2 separate regions of the Lactuca sativa genome follow, and region 1 is linked to region 2. The links are chromatin contacts, called in public Hi-C maps. All regions are on one chromosome and are shown on one strand. The core of a region is the stretch at or near the end of the contact, and the rest is flanking DNA. Distances in the headings are between cores, read along the strand shown. Region 1 holds the start of LOC111913219 (lysM domain receptor-like kinase 3). Region 2 holds the start of LOC111913222.

The links. A called contact is a pair of places that touch in the nucleus more often than the background predicts.
Region 1: a Hi-C map of leaf shows a contact between it and region 2, with 4 times the contacts expected there. The contact joins the promoter of LOC111913219 here to the promoter of LOC111913222 in region 2. A contact is called at or near these places in 2 of 4 Hi-C or Micro-C datasets (both in leaf).

The regions. Positions count from the first base shown.
Region 1 is chr8:27,706,736-27,709,435 of Lsat_Salinas_v11, forward strand. It overlaps LOC111913219 (lysM domain receptor-like kinase 3), which reads left to right and starts at 1,365. Exons shown (of 1, transcript XM_023908937.3): 1 at 1,365-2,700. The coding sequence starts at 1,606.
Region 2 is chr8:27,530,702-27,533,401 of Lsat_Salinas_v11, forward strand. LOC111913222 reads right to left here and starts at 1,259. Exons shown (of 1, transcript XM_023908941.3): 1 at 201-1,259. The coding sequence starts at 1,110. The coding sequence ends at 457.

The DNA of each region.
Region 1 (2,700 bases), core at 115-2,614, 180 kb after region 2:
TTTCATGTAATTTAAGACAAAGAAAATCGAATTATATGAATACATATATTTGATATAGGAACAAAAAAATAATCGAAAAAAATATAAAAAACGAAAGAAGGTACCTTCTGGTGCACAAGAGCAAATGTATAATCAGAGAATGATGATGGAAGTTCTAAGCAATAAGAATGATGTTGTGGGAGAAGGTTTGAATAAAAGAAACGATTGAAAATAAGCGTGAGTCGCGGATTCAAGAATGAATTGTGTATGTATGTGATAATTTGAATATGATTTTTTTTGTATTAATGATTTTTTAATAAAAATAGATTTTCTATTAATGATTTACTAATATAAACGGATTTATATTAATGGTTGATACTAATGTCCTGATTGAAATGATTTTGTTAGTAATATGTTTTTAAAATTTACCATATTAAAATCTTCATAACCAGAAATTCAAGATTTAAAATATGGAAAACTTTTATTAGAATTAAATACATTTTATTTCAACGAATATAAGTAACAAATTTAAGTTATTGTTTAACGATTGGAAAACATTTATTGGAATTAAATATATTCCATATGAGGAAGGTGATGTCAGCAATTGGTCTAAGAGTTGAAAAAATAAGATTGAAATACAATCAAATGTCCAAATTATTTAAAATGATGTCATAAAGTTTCTCTTTTAATAATATTTAGAGATTCGTTTGGATGTAATGGATAAATAAATTTACTTCAATTTCTTTTAAAAATAAAATTCATCTACTCACTCAACCTAAAATAAGAAAATATTTACTATTTCCACGAACGCAAAATAGGAAAATATTTAATATTTCCAGAAACGGAAAATAGGACACTTTCATATCAAAACATGGTCATACACCATTTATAAAGCGACAAAGCGTGCCGCTATTAACAAAACAAAAGACAAATTGAGCATAATCTATGTGTGCATAATACTTTGACATATTCAACTCTTTGAATCATAGAAAACCATAATTCATAACAATCCCTTTTAAATAAGAAAATGACAATGAACAGCTTCACATGAATCATGATATAAACATCGAAATAAGACCACAAACAATATGTATTTTAAGTGATGGCGGTAAGAAAAATGCATATTTTCTCCAATTTGGATAAGTATTGTTCTTTGCCAGTTTAGTACTTTCACTACTTTGACAATCGTTATGTAGGTTGTCGAAGACTCGAAGCTCCTCGGTCAACGGGTCAAGGGAATATACATACTGTGAATGGCAACAACCGGACTCTATTTTTTAATTATATAAAAATTGTAAAATATTCAATAATGAAACTATACTACTTATTCAATAAAATGAATATGGAAATGAATTTAACTATTTAAGGCGCTTTTTTATTTGCCCCCTTGTTTCCTACGTTCCTCGAAGGTTGTTGGATAGTGACTACACTAGTCGGGTACAAAACTTCATTCAAATTTCAAACCCATCCACATCCTTCTCAGAATCTTATATAAAATCCTTCTTCCACAAGAAACTGATCCTTCGTCGCTTTCTGCTATGTTTCACCGGCGATACCTCCCCACGGCGTCTCAGTTTGCACCTCCATTTTTCACGACTCTGGGTTTGGTATGATTTCTTTCAAATTATGTGGATTTTCTGGAATTGTGGATCGAAGAAGATGACAGCAGAGGCAATTCCATCAACCACGAGAAATACAGGCTCGACATCTCATGTATCATCATCAAGGAGGACTTCTAAATCAAATCAGTCTCCTCGTGGATCATCGTCGGTGGCGGCGTCTAGTTCGAACGATAGCAACAGTTACAACAAGGACTCATGGAAATCATCTGTTTCAAGCGGCAGTTCACTCTCGAGCCTCCGAGAGTCATTACCGGAAAATCCACATCTCTACGATTTCAAAGAGATTTTCTCCGCCACAAACAAATTTCTATCCAACAAGCTTTTTTCATCGTCTTCTTCCACTGCCTGGCGGTGTGTGATTCGCGGCGACGACGTGATTGTCTTTCAACGGAAGTTTCGGCGTCCGATAGACGCGGCTGAGCTTCGGGATCGACTTCTCGTGATTTGCAAGAGCCATCACTCGAGTCTGATTAAGCTTCGAGGTGCTTCGATGTCCGGAAGCTACATATACTTGGTTTACGATTATGTTAAAGGTGCTAGCCTTGCCGATTGCCTTAAAAACCCTAAGAACCCTAACTTCACCATACTTTCCGATTGGATGTCGCGAATTCAGATTGCAGCTGATCTCGCTCATGGCCTCGATTACATTCACAACTCTACAGGATTGGAGAAGAAATTTATCCACAATCACATCAAAAGCTCAAGCATAATTGTAACCCAATCATCGTCACTAAACGCGAAAATATGCCATTTTGGAACGGCAGAGCTCTGCGGCGAAACAGATAGCAGCTTGGAACGAGATTCAAGTAAGCCAAATTCAAGATTCGTGAAATTCGAGGGCACACGAGGCTACATGTCGCCTGAATTTCAGTCTACCGGAGTTCCGACGCATAAGTCCGACTTGTACGCTTTCGGAGTTGTACTTCTGGAGATATTATCAGGCGAAGAACCGTTGAAGTACAGACAAGAAAAGGGAAATTACGTTAGAGTTTCGTTGATCGAGACGACGAGAGAGGCGGTGGAGAGCGGCGGAGTGAGACGGTGGATGGATAAGAGGCTGAATGACTCGTATCCGGAGGAGGTGGCGGAGAAGATGGCA
Region 2 (2,700 bases), core at 9-2,508:
AGAAATTAGAATCATTTGTAATATAATTTCATGTATATTAAATATGATAAGATACGAGTTGAGTTGATGCCTCCATCTATGCACATGTTTTGTAAACAAAATGTTAGACGATTATAATAAATACATATTGTAACAAACATGTAATAGACTATTTCTCAAAAATCCATTAAAAAAAAAACTATGACAACTGCCTAAATCAGTTCAATTAACAACTATTCTTCAATTACCATTTCCCAAATGTATATATATAAGAAGCCTACTCCTTTATCAGAAAGATTTTCAAGAGTATACAACAATAGCAAAGGAATTAACTTAGATAGAGTGCACGAAAAGATGAGATTTGTGGCTGAATATTGTGTGTTCTTTCGGCTGTCATTTGATTGAAAAGAAAAAGAAGCATTTATATCATAAAATGGAAGATAAAAAGTACGAATTTTTGTCCCTACTTGTTAGATCTCACTGTGTTGAAATTGAACTTGAACCCAATCGATTCAATGCATCTTGAGCCGGAGTACACTTGGGGTCAACCTTGAGTGCACCTTCATACGCCTCCACCGCTTCCTCCTTCATTTCTTTCTTCTCATAACACTCTCCCAACAACCGAAACGCCGTCGCTTTATCCCCTTTCAACTTCACTGATTGCTGCAGATCATCAATCGCTGAGTCAACTAGCCCTCTCTTACTACCCTTAATTTTGATCTCTGCCCTCTTCAACAACGCATCTCCTCTCTCTTCGCTGCTCAACGACTTCGACGTCAATGGCGACAGCGCGACATCCAGCGCTTCCAAAGCCGATGTGCCAAAACCTTGCACATCGAGAGCTAGGGCTTTGAGTATGTGTGACGCGGCGTCCTTTGGATCGAGAGCGATGGATTTGTCAGCTTCTTCGGCGGCGGTTTTGGCTAGTTTAACGGCGGACGATCGGTCTTTGGTAGATCTGGATTTAGCCAATAGCTGAGCGCCGATGATGAAGTGACGCTTGGCGGAGTAGCTGGATCGGTTTCTGTAACGGAATTTGGTGAAGAGATTTTGAGGGATCTTTTGCATCCATAGGAACATGAAGAGGGTGATGAGAATTAGAGCAACTTGCATCACTATATCGATTATCATTTTGAGTGAATTATCTTGTAATTCGTTCGGATCTTGATATGGATGAATGTGAGTTCAGGTTGTGGAGAAAAGTAGTCGATTTGATCGAGACCAGTGTTGAGGTCGTTGGGGGTATATAGTAATAAAGGTTATTTGGCTTTATAGGAGAGGTTTTAGCAGATTTTCAAAGAAAGTTCCTGAGGACTTTAAGATATTTTCAAAGAAAAGAAAGTTTCTCTTCTAGATATTTTGAATTTTAGTTGAAAAATGAGTTTTTAAAATATTATTTTAAGGTACGAGTGTACTTTTTTGCTTTGAAAAAAAAATCTAAAAAAATAGAAAATAGTTTTGTGAGTTTTTTATGTTGATTTTACGTAACTTAAAATTTTTAAACTTTTTTTTTGGTAAATATTTTAACAAAAATACAAATCACAACTTTCAAATATATATCAACTTCGAAATAACAACTTTCAACTACGGACTATCAGTTAGTTTTGAATCATCTACTAAATAAATTTGCAAATTTGGGCGTGGACAAAAATTATGGCAAAAAACTATAGACATGTTTCATTTACCAAAAATATATTTAATAAGATAGGACCACACTTATCCAACCCAACTCATCCCAACCATATTCATTTCTTTTTCTCTAAAGTTCCAACAATAAGCATCCAACACGAGGTAAAATCAAAACAAAAACAACCATGAGTAAAATTTTGAGATTGGTGAAAGAACTAAACCTTTCTTCATCTCTATATCTAGCCCTGTCTCTTAAAGACTATGCACTACCACATTTTGATCCCCACCTAACACCAACCCATACACGCCCAATGCTTATACCACACCCTCTCTCTATACTCCATCTCTTTGCGTTTTCCACTTGTATTGCATAAATGTCTACAAAATTTATTAATATTACGATAAGATCGACAGTTAATAGACCGTTGTTAGTTATATTATTGATTAGGAAAAAAAACCTTCAATTACGGTGATCAGAACCACGAACCACGAACGATAGAAGCCACCTTCCAACGGATTAGCGGCTAATTGGCAATAAGTTAGGGATGAATTGACGACAGATTAACAACAGATTTCCAATGAGAATATCCGTTTATATAAAAAATCGACCCCCTTGATGACATGTGTCATATGCAGTTACACACCTCACACTTCCTCAGGACTGACCATTTAAAACGGTGAAAGATGAGCATTTCTTAGATGAAAAGAAAAGGGAGAGAAAATGGGGTGATGTTGAGGAGACATACAAAAAATAAGAGGTGTGATACAACACACTATAACTCTAGAAGAAAACATCATTTTAAGGACTTATAATTGTAATAAACTTTATTATATGTATATATTTAGTCATTTATGTTTTTGACATATATGATCATTAAACTTATATTTTTTGGTATACATCATGATTAATTTTTTTTTTTTCACATATTAGTGGTTATATGTGTATGAAAAAGTATAAATGAATAAATATATACGAAAAAAATGTATAATTTTCATGTGTACGAAAATAGCTTACATGACTTTAAGATAAAACTTATTGCATTTATAAATCATTAATCCAAACAAATACCTCAAAAAGCATATTTTGAAAAC